Regions from separate parts of the Mus musculus genome. Here region 2 is linked to region 1. A link is a contact called in public Hi-C data. All regions are on one chromosome and are shown on one strand. The core of a region is the stretch at or near the end of the contact, and the rest is flanking DNA. Distances in the headings are between cores, read along the strand shown.

Region 1 (2,839 bases), core at 221-2,720:
TGGCCCGAGGTTTGGCATACGCATGCAGAACTATACTCAAGGCAGACTGTTTTGCAAGCTTTAGTCTTCATTGCCTCTCAGGGACAGTAGACAGAGAAAGGATTGGGGTCTCTGAGCTATCTGCCTCCTCTCACCTAGATGACTCCAAAGAAAATACATTGCCTTTGTCAGGCTGAGATTGATTAACATGACATGGTCTAGCCAGCTGTTAGGTTCTGTAACCTGCCACCCCCTGCCTCTGTCTCCCGTCTTCAGCTACATAATGAGGCTCTGTCTTAAAAAGCAAGGAGCTGGGAGTGTGGCTCGGTGGTTGAGTGCAAGAGCACAAAGCTCTGGGTTGGAGCTCCAGCACAGTCACAAAGAAAACCAGAAAAAGAAAAAAAAAATTCACATGGTTTCTTGCTAAGGGGGCATACCCCGAACGTTGCTTCCCTGTTCGCGATCCCTTACAGTCTAGGCTGGAAGAATTCTGTTTCTCAGAAGGCCCATTCTTCATCCAAAACATCAACAACCCCCCACTGCCTTTGAACATCGAATCAGAGCAAAGCAAACAAGGGAACCAGAGCGACCCATAGTGAAAGCGGGAGGGGCCTCGCGCTGGTTGCCGGCAGCAGGTGGCGCCCTTGGGTCACCCTCTTCAGTCTCTAGCAGAACAGTGCCTCCTATCTGTCAAAACCCTTAACTTGTCTTTCTCAGCCTTGAGTGTTCCAGCTTGCTGACTCTCTCAGCTTAGGAACTCCCTCCTTCCCTCCTCAGGCAGGGCCCACATGCTGTCCTTGCAATGGGCAAGGAGTTGCATTTCTGGGTGGATGGAAGCACATTTATTATACCACACACAGCGGAAAGAAAACAATTCCACCCAGTTCCCCTTTCTTTAATTAAAAAAATATTATTGTTGCTGTTATTATTATTCCTATTATTATTACTACTACTATTACTTATTATTTGTGTGTGTGTGTGTGTGTGTGTGTATGGTTATTTTGCCTGAATGTATTTCTGTACACCACATACATGCCTGGTGCCTACAGATCCCCTGGAACTGGAGTTCTAGATAGTTGTATAGAGTCATGAGGGTGCTGAGGAATTGTGCCCAGGTCCTCTGGAAGAGCAGCCAGTGCTCTTAACTACTGGTAGTAGATGGTTACAGAGTCGCTTCAAGGATGAAATCAGGTCTTTGCATATGCCTGGCATACCTGTCTTCTGAGAGGCTCTACCAGCAGCTGATCGAGACAGAGGCAGATAATTACACCCAACCATTGGACTGAATTAAGGTTGAATTAAAGGAAAGATTGAAGAATCTGAAAGGGAGGGCGACCTCATAGGAAGACCAGCAGACTCGACTAACACAGAACCCAGGGAGCTCCCAGAGACGGAGCCACCAACCAGGAGCATACACAGCCAGGTCTGAGGCCCCTGGCACATATACAGCGGAGGTCTGCCTGGTCTGGCCTCAGTGGGAGAAGATGCACTTACTCCTCCAAGAGACTTGAGGACCCAGGGAAGGGGGAGGCCTGCTGGAGGTTGGGAGCACCCTCTGGGAGGCAAGTGGGAGGAGGAATAGGATGAGGAATGGTGGGTCGGAGGGACGGGGGGGTGGGGGAGGAGGTCAACGACTGGAATATAAATAAATAAAATAACTTAAAAAAGAAAGGAAGAACGGAAAAAAGTGGAGTGGCATATGTAAGTTCACTAATTGCCCACTAGATGGCACTCTCTTCCCAGGAGAAAGGAAACTTGCGAAAGGGGAGAGGTACTAAACGTTGAGCCAGCTGCCTGAGGGCTGGCTTCTGTTTGCCTGCTCTAATCCATTGCATTTGGGCAGTTAGCTTGAGAAGAGCAACATTAAGGTCAAAATCAGTGGTCCACAGCCTTAGGAATGTGTCTTCTGTGGCCATTTGTGTCAGCATTAATTATTGCCAGTGTAGGGGAGGGGAAGGGAGTAGAAATACACCCAGCTCAGCCGGGAGTCTTGTGTTTGGAGACTAAGGGTGTTGGGGGGATATTAAGATTGACCCTGAAGCTCTAGGATGTGACCAAATCGCTCTTCATGGTCCAGATGGAAGACATAGGAGATGGCTGAGACTCCTTTATAGATGCTGAGTTCTTGGACTGCCTTGTCCCTCCTGCTTGGGACACTTTCCACATCATCTACACACCACTGATCCACACTGACAGTAAAACCCTGTGAATTCTAAGGGCTGTAAAGAGGAAGCTTGCCACCCTGGCAGCTTGGTACAGATTTGAGCGCCTGTCTACCCACTTTAGGTCATTGGCATTTTCTGGAGTGGGTCTTGGCCCAAACACAAGCTTTCTCTTTCAAACCACTTTGGTCACACACACTAACTTTCCCTCCCTTAAGCGCCGCCCCATACCAGCACCCAACCTAGGCTGGGTTGGCTGATGGCCCTGTAGCTTGCACTTCCATGGTTACCTACTGGTTCAGCTGCTACTGGTGGTGCCTCAGTTTCCTCTTCTGCTCATACATATTCAGCCCTGCTTTGACAGTCTTCCCAGGCCGCATACCTTTGCTTAGGGGCTTCCATTTTCCTCAGACGCCAATGGCCTGGGTTCCTGGACATTTCCTCTGCGGCACCCAACGCTACAGATCCAGTCCCCTCCCCAGGAAGCCGGGAGCCCTCCCTGAGCCCCTCAGCTATGCTCTTTGTACCCTGCTTTTATAGGTACGAGGATTGGAAAGTGGGCTATGGGGTTTTCGGTTGAAGCAGTGCTGTTCTTCCTGCTCAGTTCTGAGCAGGCTGCGAGCTGCTGGGATTGTTTTTTATTCCACACCTGAATCAAGAGTAGCATATTGCACAGTGGCTTCATCTTTTAGCCTCAC
Region 2 (2,839 bases), core at 94-2,593, 1.3 Mb after region 1:
TAAAACAATAAGGGGCCCCAACCTGACATTATGAGACAAGGAACCACCAAAGAAGTTGCTGAGTTAATGCTATATTGGCCATCTACTGCTGCGCATGCAGCCTGCCCATAAGAGTAATTTTCCCAGTGAGCCTTCCTTGGAGAAAACTAAATTTTTACTTTCAAGTAATTATTCGTCGGAGTTAGCTTCTGGGTCAGGCATGGGGCATGTGTACCTACTCCTTTCAGATCTAGGACCCCATCTGTTATAGTCTCATGCAGTCCCCGTACATGTGGCTTCTGTCACTGAGTTCACATGCACCTCAGACCTGTTCTGTTTTGAATGCCCTTGTTACCTTGGTGATCTCCATCGCCTCTGGCTCTTATACTCTTTTCTGCCTCCTCTTCCACAAGATTTCCCTAACCCTGAGGGAAGGAATTTGAGAGAATTTTCCCATTTTGGCTGAGTGTTCCAAGGTCTCTCAGTGTCTGTGTCATGTCTGGCTGTCTCTCTGTAGATCTCTGTGTTAGCATCTCTCTTCTGCAGGAGAAAATTTCTTTGATGATGGCTAAGCAAGGCCCTGATCTATGAGTAGAACAGAAGGTCATTAAGAGTCCTTTTATTGCTACATGGTTTTAGTAGAATCATAGTATTTGGTTTTACCCTAGGACCCTGGGCTATCTAGTTTCAGATTCTTGGTTAACTAACTCTTATAGCATTAGCCCAGGATCCAAATTAGAACTGTTGGTATGACCTGGATGAGGAGGAAAATGTGTCCCCCTGTCTTATGAGCAATAGAGAGTGTTTCTCTGACCAGCCCTCAGTCTCCTCAGAGCCTTACCTTGGGGATTAGCCAGCTCTTCCTGAAGGATCTCCTCATCTCCTTCCAGCCAGTGATTGATTATACATCTTCATTGCCTAGGCAATTCATGCACAGAATGTAGGATGGACTCAGCAGTCAAGGTAAGAAGAGGAGGGAAAAAAGTAATTTGGGACAAGCTGTGGTTTAGGTAGAAACTGTGTTTTAAACAACAACCCACTGATTCTATGGTAAGCCTGCTTAGCTGTTCAGAGGGTGTGCATGTGTGTGTGTGTGTGTGTGTGTGTGTGTGTGTGTGTGTGTGTGCTGTGTGTGTCTTCTTTCACGCTGAAATGAAAATGCCCTTAAACGTTAGAAATATTCTTTGCAGAGAGAAATAAGCAACCAAGACACTTTCCTCACTGATATCCCCTCCAAATATAAATAGTTTTATAAACATTTAAATATTTTCTCTGTTTCTTGGAAGATTATAAATGAGAGAGAGAGAGAGAGAGAGGGAGAGAGAGAGAGAGAGAGGCAGAAAGGGAAAGAGGGAGAGAGAGTCAGATCACAGGTCCAGTCAACATGGATGCATAAACCTCACACCTGAAACAGAGATTATTTTATTATCACAGAACTAGAAAAAACTGCTGGTTTATAAAATGACTTGCAACCCCAGTCAGCCCTCAAGGCTTTAGGGAAGTTAAGGCTTCCCTCCTCCCATCCTCCTCCCTAGAAATATTAACATAGGGAAAGTGAAAGCAAAGAACTTCAGAATGAGTTGATGGAAAAGAGAGATGTATAGAAAGCCAGAATAAAATTTGGGAGATGGAAATTACCACAGGTCAATGAATGCCTTTGTTGTTCTGGGATGTTCATTTCAAAAAGCAGGAAAATGAAAGATAGGCTATAAAAGTCTCATCAGATTGGCAGCCCCTGGCTCACTGAAGCCCTCTTTTCATCTGCTCTATTTTGGTGTCCACATGTCTTTCCCTCAGAGATCATCTGCCACCAAATTTCATTGGGGGATCCAAACTTCCATTTAAGTAAAGTATACCTCGGAGTGGGAGGATTTTCTTTACAGTAAACTAGAGTCCCAGAGTACTTTTATGCAAACTCTTTCAAAGAACAGTCCTCCCAATCCCGTTGTAAATGTCATTATTTTGCCTATATTACAAGACAGCTTAGCTTCATTAAGTGTCATTATTTTGGATTAGGTTCATCACAATCATTTTAAAACTTCATTCTGAAATTTGTCATGTAAGCTACTCTTCAATTTTTTATCATGTACTAATTCAGTAACTATGTTTTCTAAGTACTTAGTCATATCATTGATTAAAATATAACAAGGGCAAGAAGAATAGAATCAACAATATTGTGTTAGAAATACCCAACATACAGAAAGAGCAACTTAACTCTAGAGTGGTTGCTTGATAACACTCAGAACAATTCAGACTATTTTTCAGTCTATCACTAACCATGAAGTAAGAGGAGCCTTTGTCTAGATGGCATGTAGAAGCCATTACACCTAACATTTCAGCCCTATATTTTTAAGGGCAATATATTTTTATGTATCATTAATCGATAAATCTATATTGCCCACAACCAATAACCACATTAACTTGGCTACAGGATCTAAAACATGGTTAATAACTCATCTTTGATGTCATCCATCTGACACCATAGCAGTGTACTTGGGGAATTTTCTCTTTTTTCTAAAATAAAAAAGCCTTGAAGACGTAATTTTGAATATTGAATGTTCTTCTCGGCACACATATTCTTACCATTTTATTAGCTTCACAATTCCAAGCACCAACATTGTGCATTTCTAATATTTTGGAACGCTGTCATTATGTTGTAAACAACATAACAGTGTTTGGGTGCCAGAGGGTAGATAAGTGTGGGATTTCCATAGAAACAGGCAGAGATTCTTAATATTGCCAAAACAATTTGGCATTTTGAAGACAATTTGTCACTTCCAAACTTCCTGATAATTGGCCTTACTGGCATGACTATTCAAAAACATTAACACAGCATCGTACACCACTTAGCTTATTTAAA

Evidence for each region. Hi-C and Micro-C count contacts between places; a contact is called where the count stands out from the background.
Region 2: a contact with region 1 is called in a Hi-C map of the N1E-115 cell line, with 33 times the contacts expected there. The contact joins two enhancer-like sites. A contact is called at or near these places in 1 of 39 promoter capture datasets (hippocampal neurons) and 16 of 484 Hi-C or Micro-C datasets (the N1E-115 cell line, adipose-derived mesenchymal stem cells, cardiomyocytes and 9 more).

Annotation. Positions count from the first base shown.
Region 1 is chr6:35,379,446-35,382,284 of GRCm38.p6, forward strand. No RefSeq gene overlaps it. Among named protein-coding and RNA genes, the nearest start is that of Gm38789, 32 kb to the right of the region's middle. Within about 2 kb of position 1,471, at least 83 of the 459 cell types and tissues checked have an H3K27ac peak or open chromatin away from gene starts, as enhancers often do. A contact at or near this core is called in the N1E-115 cell line, where this site is marked.
Region 2 is chr6:36,688,463-36,691,301 of GRCm38.p6, forward strand. No RefSeq gene overlaps it. Among named protein-coding and RNA genes, the nearest start is that of Ptn, 120 kb to the right of the region's middle. Within about 2 kb of position 1,344, at least 2 of the 459 cell types and tissues checked have an H3K27ac peak or open chromatin away from gene starts, as enhancers often do. A contact at or near this core is called in the N1E-115 cell line, where this site is marked.